2 separate regions of the Zea mays genome follow, and region 1 is linked to region 2. A link is a contact called in public Hi-C data. All regions are on one chromosome and are shown on one strand. Each heading gives the region's core, a stretch centred on a gene start, on an enhancer-like site or on the middle of the called end of the contact. The rest is flanking DNA. Distances are from core to core; before and after follow the strand shown.

Region 1 (4,739 bases), core at 2,225-4,724, 270 kb after region 2:
AGGAGATCCATGGAGGAGGAAATCCCTTGCTATTTAAATTGAAACCACTTCATGGATTCTCTATGGATCCTCTCCATTTCTCTGGTCACCAAACCAACCCTTAGGCTCTCTCCAGCAATAATCTGCATATGAATCTATACCCTATATTTAGCGTTTGACATGGTTCGCAATGTCTCCACGCGCTACCACGTCCGCTAAGATAGAGGAGGTTCCAGACGTTCTTGGCTGTCTCCAGCAACGTACTCTATATCCATCATCTATATCCGTCCTTTACAGTTTTCTCTAAAAGATTTCATCCTCTATATCTCCTTCCTCTTTAACAACGTCCTCTAAATCACGTTCTCTATACGCAAATAACTATATTAGAGACATTTTTTATTTTTATACATACGTATTTTTATCATACACTCAAATATATTATATATATTTTAGTTTTGCTAAACCGATTATTTAAAATATTTAAATAGATAGAGGATCGTTTAGAGAAACTCTATATATAGAAAATCCTTTATACTTAGGATAGATAAGCTTTTAAATACCTTGCGCCGGAGTCAGTCAAACCTAGCGGCTGCTTCAACGTGCGCTAAAATCTGAGCTCGTAGCTTTCTCATTAATGTCGCTTGATTTTCTACGTGAGGCTACGCCGTGGGTCAAAGAGATATGGTGGTATACGTGTGTGTGGTGTACGGCATACGAAAAAATATGTAAATGAGTGCGTGTGGTGTACGGCACATGAAAAAATATGTAAATGAGTGAATAATTTATTTTCATGGGTCGTCAAAATTATTATTAATATAGTTGACGAAATGAACAATATAGTTAATTAATTCTATTAGCACTATATAGAAAACCGAATTTAAAGGATATTGCTGAAGATGAAGAAGATATAGAGAATAAAATCTTTTAAAATGTTTAAAAAATAGAGAATATTTTATTTTAGGACTAGTTTGATAAACTTATTTTCCTATCGGATTTTCAATTTTTCTAAAGGAAAATGAACTATTTTTCTTTGGGAAAATGAAAAACCCTTACGGGACGTTTGTATCCCTTCATTTTAGAGAAATTTGAATTCACTCAATAATGCAACTTATTTAATTTGGAATTTGGTATTACACCATTTTTCCAAAGTTCAGATATAAGTCTATCTCAAATTTATGAGGTGAAGATTGGGAAATGATTTTATACATTAGTAGAATTTGTTTCTACTCTGTAACTTACATGACACTATTTGTCTCACTCCTCTATAGTACAAAAGCAGCACATAAATATCTCCGATATATTGCTAATAATAGTATATAAATATATTTTGTATAACACCGAATTAGCTTAATTGATATATTCCTAAATTACTATTGTTAGAATGGAATTCAATTCCAATGATCTAAACGGAGCGTTAGTAAAATGGAATTCTCAAACTAAACCTTAGAAAATGAAATTTAGTAAATGTTGCTGAAACAGTCTTAGGCCTTGTTCGTTTACATCGGATTGTACCCGGAATCGTTCCGACTAATCAAAGTTTATATAAATTAGAGAAGCAATCCGGCTCGGAATCGTTCCGACCCACCAATCCGATACAAACGAACAAGGCCTTATACAGTAATGAAACCACTCATAAACGAGCGCTATCCATTCCCCTCCGTTCCGTTAATGGATTGCAGCATTAACTGTTGATGTTACCGTCCCGGCAACGAAACCAAACAGCACTAGATGTCACCGTTTCCAACAGCCTTATTCAAATGGTCTACGAAATACACTTTTGTATGCAGCAACACTGATGCAGTGTATGTGTGGCGGGTCATTTTCCCCCTATTCCTCTAAAATATTAAGTTCCGCTGGATCAACAGCCGTGAACTCACCCTCTTGCGAGAACAAGCTACTAGTCTGGACAACCTTCCTCTGCGGGATCTGGCTGATCTTGAGCCGCTCCTCGTCGGTCAGCTCCCAGTCGAATATCCCAAGGTTCTGCCTCAGCCTCTCCTTGCTGTAACTCTTGACGATGCATGTCACTCCCTGCTCATGTATCCATCGCAACGCCACCTGAGCAAAGGAAGACATGCCACCATTGAAACAGGTGGGTGGCAGGGTGGGTTAGTGCTGAAACAGGGTTGTCTTGTGTTGACACTAAAATAAGTTCCAAATAAGGTTGTTTGGTTTAGGATCAATAGTTAAGACAAGACTATCTAAATGTTGTTCCAATTATCCCTTAAAATTGTAGGGATAATGGAGGACGTCAGGGACGTCTTGTCGTGTCCCACAACCAGAAACAGGTGGGTGGCAGGGTGGGTTAGTGCTGAAACAGGGTTGTCTTGTTGACGCTAAACTCGAATGAAGTCATCGAAAGTTCAGAAGAAGAGATTAAATATACAAAATAATAGTAATAATAATAAATAATGCCCCCACGTGCCATATCCTTCTAGAAACAACCTTGAAACTACTTTTTTGACATAGCGGCACGGCACCAAGAGATCGAGACCAACGCAAACACAAACACATGATCAACCAAACCTCATCGGCCGGGCAAACAGCAGCATACCTGCGCGACGGTTTTCCCCCTCGCCTTGGCTATCGCGGCGAGCACCTCGGAGTCCAGCACGGCGCTGCCCTGCCCGTCCCAGTTCTGCCCTCCCAGCGGCGAGTAGGCCGCGACGTGGATGCCCCTGTCGGCGCAGTACGCCCTGAGCGTCCGCTGCTGCCACGCCGGGTTCAGCTCCACCTGGTTCACCGCGGGCGGGACCGTGGCGACGGCCAGGACCCCGTCGAGGTGCCTGGTGGTGAAGTTGCTCACGCCGATCGCCTTGGCGAGGCCCAGCCGCTGGCACTCCTCCATGGCGCGCCACACGCCCGCGAGGTCCAGCGGCACGGCGTTCTCCTTCCTGGTCGGGAGCTCGGGCGGCCCCGGTTTCAGGCACACCGGCCAGTGGATCAGGTACAGATCCACGTACTCCATCTGCAGGTTCCTGCTCCCACGGCACGAGCCGCACGAGACAAGGATCGATCGTTTTGTATTTCAGAAAGCTCCATTTACAACTGCAGCGGCGATAGGGACGGACTAGCGGCTTACTTGAGTGTTTCCCGGAGGGACGGCAGCACGAGGTCCGGGTGGTTCTGCGAGCACCACAGCTTGGACGTCACGAACAGATCCTCCCGGGACCGCAGGGTCCCGCGCCGGAGCGCCTCGGCCACGGCGTCGCCCAGCGGCTTCTCGGTGCCGTACATGGAGGCCGTGTCGAAGTGGCGGAACCCCACCTCGATGGCGGAGAGCACGCCGTCCTTGACGGCCTCGTGCACCAGAGGGAACGACGCCGTGCCCATGCCGACCATCGGCATCGCCGTCCTCGCGTTGCCCGACCGCAGGGCCACCTCGGGCACCACCGCCGTCGTCCCCGCGGATGCCATGTTGGTAGGGTCAGATGTGGTGCGCTGCCGCTGCAGTACAACGTCTAGACTAGATGCGAGAGACAGAGAGGGGGTGCGGCGACTGCTTGAGCGGTGATGAGCCCGTGCCGGTCGATTTATGCACTAGTCTATTGCAAACGGCCAAACGTGGTGGTGGACTCTGGACTGGTGGACAGGCGATGTGGACTCGATCGCAGTATTAGAGTTTTTGGCGTCACGAGTTAGGCTATCTGTAGCGGACTAGCTATTACCTCTAAATTTCTTCTCCTATATCATTTTTTGCGTCACTTCATCAACATTACGTTCTCTACTTTTTAATCTCCCTCAGTGGTTCCTCTATTTTCTTCTTCTATACCACATTACAACCATAAAATATCAATTTTTCTTCTACTAACAATTACTAGCGGGTCCACGGCTACGGTAACAAACAGTGCTAGAATGGATGAGTAATGCCACGCCAGGAACATGGGAGAGAGAAGCGGTCCACTGCCTGGGGGCCTTGTAGGGAGCAACGATGCGCGTGCGGGGAGGTACTGTAGCCGGCATGCAAGGGGAGGGGAGCTCATGCGGCATGCGATACGGGTAGTCTTACACTTCCACTTGGTGAGAACTTTCGTTTTCTTCACTTGCCTAGAATTTTTTTTAAAGAAAAGGCAAAAGCTTTGTCGCAAATTTTAGAGGGCGTTTCTCAGATTTCACACAACTTTGTTCAGCTCCCAGCGAAAATCATTCCCACAAAATTAAATGGTAAAAAGTTGAATTGCCCTATAATGTGAGTGGAGTGTATCTAGTCTCTATTTTGTACTAGAAAGTGCGAGCCAAAAAAACATGCTTCCCACCGCTCCTATCCTGCTCCCCACTCTCTAACTACTAAAGAGATTAGGGTTTAGGGCGAGGCACTAACGTTGGCTTTCCTGCGATCCCTTAATCCTTTATATAGCGTCGTGTGACCGGGGGCTCCAACTGAGGTTAACGTGGGCCCTCCCAATCAAGTACCGGATTAAGGAGATGGTTAGTTGGGTTAAGCCCAATCCAATCTCTAATGACCAACTTTAGAGAGAATACCCAACAATCTCTCCTTTGTTCTCTATATTCATTCTACTCAATTTTTCTAGATTCCATCCCTCGACAAGTTTATATATAGAGACCAATGCATCATAATGACCGGTTAAGTATCACCACACTCATTGAATACAACATGCTCCCCTGTTTCAGAACGAAAAGATACTTTACTGGGTTGCAATATGTAGCCCCTATGATTCAAGATCATAGGCACTCCCTTAAACCCATTTCGGCTACGTGTTGTCTAAACATGTTGGGTGGAAGGTCTTTTGTGAGTAGAT
Region 2 (4,511 bases), core at 1,646-4,145:
TATCCGTCCCCACGCTCGAGTTTGTCTCCCACCATGGCGCGCTGCTGCTGGCGATAGCGTGCTGACGACCGCACGCTCGCGACGACCAGCGCGCGCTCGGCCAGCAGCATCCCCCTTCGTCGCATGATAACGTCAATGATGCTGGTATAGCGGGCGCTGCAGCCGGCGATCGCATGCTCGCCTCCGCATCCATGCGCTCACCACTACCACGACCTCCGCGTGCTCGGCCAGCAACATCCACTTCATCGGCGGAAGAACTCCGACAATGCTAGTATGGCGGACATGGGCAGGAGCTGGGCAGGATTGACATCCATGTCGGACAACGACGACATCACATACTCCTATGTTCTTGCCTCCAGTACTCACGTCCTGACGCTGCAGCTAGGCATCTTCTACACACTTCCGGCAAACCTCCGTTGCTTGAACCACCATGGCGCTTGGCCATGGGCGTCAAAAAAGCAACTCCCCAAGCAATGCAGTCCACTCGTTCGACGAATTGTTTGAGAAGGAAAATAGAGACACGAACACGAACTATGTATATACGTGTGTAATACGAATTTATTTTACAAAATATAGTCGAATAACATTTTCATCAGTAAATAAGGATTAGTAATGTAGATTACATAATATAATTATTTTAATTAGTCCATAATTCAATTTCGACAGCACATTAATGGTTTTTTGTTTGCATGGCCGACAAGTAAAAAATTCAATACAAATGTCTGGTTGTTTGGTTAAATATGAATGAATACTAATTCCACCATTAAATGAATATATAGTGTAGCATATTCGATTTTTTATAAGCGACCAGTTAACAAAACAATGTATATTGTGAAATTTGGTAACACTATAGATATATAGAACCGAATTTAGAGAATGTTGCTAGAGATGATGAAAATATATAGGATGGAATCTTTTAGAGTGTTATAAAGGACAGAGAATATTCCTTTAGAGGATGAAATTTAGGGGTCGTTGCTGGAGACAGCCTAATCTTGCACTGCTCGACTTCTACCCATACACACAGCACTTAAAGATTGATTGAAAGCCGTTTAGGGCCTCCATCCTAAGCTGGTCCATACTGTATTTTTGTAGATGAGCAAACTCAGCAGGCATGTCTAACCCACCTACAAAACTTCTCTTAGCTCCCAATGAAACATTGATTTCACGGAGTAAATGTAGTTGCATATATAATGGGGCACTACATGATACGAGTATATGGCAGGCAAGAATATAAGCAGAAAACCCAAATACAGAAAGCACAGGATGATTATCTTGCAGGCAACTGATGTGATTTACACCACTGATGGTTGGAGCTCAAGTGTGTTCTCACAGCCGCAGAATCATGTGTATCAACTGTTCCTAACCCTTGCTCACACCAAGGTAGAGGTTGATGGCTTGCCACTACCCGCACCACAAAGGCATCACCAAAACAGGGCTAACAAACAAGCAAAAAAACAATGCTTGGAACCACCTCCAAGCTTATACGAAGACCCCATTTACTCCAAACAGAAAATTTTCCTTACAAACAACCCCAAACTTCATAATAGTCAGTACAGTTACATTATCATAGAAAACTGATAAACTTCAGTTTCTTAATATACAGGGCAAGGCTGATATCCAAAGCAATGACTCCCTAAGAGCTCCCTCAAAAGTTACCATAGTTAGCAAAACTTATGAGATAACATGGACCACCACAAACCGTCCTGATTTACATGCAGCATAATAAGTAGAACACTTCACATGTAAATATCGCTGATATACCGCAATGACAGATTAAAACAATGCATAAACGGAAAGCTTGCTTTAAAAGATTCTACCATGCACAAAAGAGGCGCCACTTGGCATGTAAAAATCTAGGCACCAGTGGGATAACTGCACTCTAATATTATCCAGTGTCACCATAAATCTATCTGTTGCAAATTCTTGACGTAACATCCATAAATGTAAACTGCAATGAATCGCACACAAATGCTATCCATAGCCATAAACAGACAGTAGGGATTTAGATGACAAGCTCACCTGCGCGGGGCGAAGTCACCGGCTTATGGGTCGTGGCAGGTACTGTGGGCCGCAGCAGCCATTCTGGCTTCAACGAGGGCTCACTTCGCTCCATGCCCACGACAAAATCAACAGTGTCCACCAATTCAGTCCACCACCACCAGGGGCGGACTTAGCGTGGGGCATGGGAGTTCAGTTGAACCCCCTAAAAATCGGGGATATAAAAACTCCTCGTGCACTTCTATAGATTGGTATTCCGCGCCTAAAGGATAAAAAACTAATCAGGCCATGCACGGATTAGATTGTATTAGCAGACTATCACGTCGAGAACAAATCCGTAGGTACATGAAACCAAAGGAAATACTTTGAACAATCCAGAAATCCTTTGAACAATCCAAGCTAGGGTTACTCACCACCGAACGAAGAAACGAAGAGGAATCGATCCACGCCCGGGTGGATCTCCACCCCGCGCCACTCCAGTACAAGCAGAGCGCGGGGGCGGCGATGAAGAGGAGAGCGCCGCCTCTGAACGAGAGTGAATTTCCGCGGGAGGAGCCCCGGCCTCTCGGGCGGAAGAAGGTCCTCGATGACGGGTCGGTCGCGCCAATCTGTGGAGGCAGTAGAGCGGAGAGAGCGAGAGCGAGACGAAACCCTCGGGTGGAAATCCGCGGCCGCGGCTGTCGCAGGGAGGAGGCGGCGGCGGCGAGCACGGAGGATTGAGGGATTTCAGCGGGGATCTGAGGGATTCGTGACGGGTTCGGGGGAGCGCCTAGGAGACGAACGGATTTGGAGCGCTGGATTTCGGACGGGATTTTTCCTTGCCTGGGAAATTTCTGTGCCTCCGGTGGGTTTGTGAATTTCGTGGGTAGGGCGCGTGTGTGTGGTGGAGTACTTGTCTGTCTCGGCGAGGGGAGAGAAACCCTAAAAGCAGACCGTGGCTTCCAGCGCCCGCCCCTCCGATCCGGCCCTCCCTCCGATCCTCTTGACGACGGTTTGGTTTCTGGTGGTCCATTCCATTTGGGTTTATCTCTTCGTCGTCTCGGCAGCGGACGCGTTGTACTTTTTTTTTTTGTACATTATTAGTTTTAGATGGATGATATAGTCTATATCTATATTTCTTTTAAAAACCTTAACATTATTATATTTTCTTAAAAAGAGATGTTTGTACAGTGTTGACATAATAATGTGTACATATATTGAAACAGGGCAATGAAATATCATTTATAGGATCCATAAATAAAACCGGTCATATTATGTTGCTTTGCTACCTAGACATGCAAAAACAGTTTTTTTCTTAATTATACTAGGTGAGTGATTATGCGTTACAACGAAAACATATAATACAACGATAAATTATGTACAAATGTGTGTTAGACTATTACGAGAAAAGATTTTGTAATCCATTTGTGATGCTAACCATACAAAAAAATTGTCATTTTAATCTAGTTATTTCACCACCGCATTGCAACCATCAGTACCATACGGACTTCTATATATAATTTTAATAATACCATATCAATTGCATTATTTAAATTTTATAAATGACTGGCCACACGAGGAGGAGCGTCGACGAGGACCAAGAGGTCGGAGTCCCGCCAAGCCAAGACTTAGGGCCTGTTTGTTTACCCCCCAGATTATATAATCTGGATTAAATAATCCTAAACAGTCCAGCTTATTTGCCTAGATTATATAATCTAACCCCTTGGATTATGATAATTCATAAGCAAGTGAGGAGGTGCTTATTTCAGATTATTTTTTTCTCACTTCCCCACTACCCTTTCAAGTTTCCTAGAAATTACCCACCATTGTCATTATAATCCACCGAATCGTTTTTGCGTCTAGTACTAGTCAATTTGGGGATGAAGAAGGTGACATGAATGCATTCCGTGATAATATTGCTAATGCAATATTTGCTAATGTCAATTGAACTTTTTTTCGTATATGAGTTTCAACCTAGTACAAATATAGAGGGCATTCTTGTCTTTCTCATACAAAAGAATCCTATTAACAACTCAAATAATCTGGATAAACAAACAGGACTACCGAGATTATATAATCCAGATTATATAATCCTCCAAAAATAATCCAGATTATATAATCCATGGGGGTAAACAAACAGGCCCTTAGTTAGGACTCCACCTCTCAGCTTCTAAAGCTCCACTTCCACCCCGATAAGAGATCTGAGATCCTCTCCTCCCTCTCTCGACTGTTGTAACCGTTACTACAAGTTTGATCATCAATAGTGCCAGTAGTGCAAGCCACCAATGATTGATGTAAGGATGTTCTGCCCGAACCAGTATAAAATCTTGTGTCCTCCACACACATCCTCTGGAGCCCGAAACGCGCAAAATAAATTTACTTGTCGGAACGAGATACAAAACACCGACAGTTGGCGCGCTAGGTAGGGGCCTTGCACGTTTCGCAACGAGATCATCCAAGCTCCGGATGGCAAGCCACGACGACAACAGACCTCCCGGAACGGTGATCCATTTTAAGGAGCCTTATCTTCTCCT

What was found. Hi-C and Micro-C count contacts between places; a contact is called where the count stands out from the background.
Region 1: a contact with region 2 is called in a Hi-C map of leaf, with 2.0 times the contacts expected there. The contact joins the promoter of LOC100274507 here to the promoter of LOC100273515 in region 2. A contact is called at or near these places in 2 of 25 Hi-C or Micro-C datasets (leaf and tassel).

Annotation. Positions count from the first base shown.
Region 1 is chr2:46,601,936-46,606,674 of Zm-B73-REFERENCE-NAM-5.0, forward strand. LOC100274507 reads right to left here and starts at 3,475. Exons shown (of 3, transcript NM_001353620.1): 1 at 3,062-3,475; 2 at 2,534-2,957; 3 at 1,599-2,037. The coding sequence starts at 3,396. The coding sequence ends at 1,807.
Region 2 is chr2:46,334,846-46,339,356 of Zm-B73-REFERENCE-NAM-5.0, forward strand. LOC100273515 reads right to left here and starts at 2,896. Exons shown (of 6, transcript NM_001360263.1): 1 at 2,412-2,896; 2 at 2,020-2,260. The coding sequence starts at 2,113.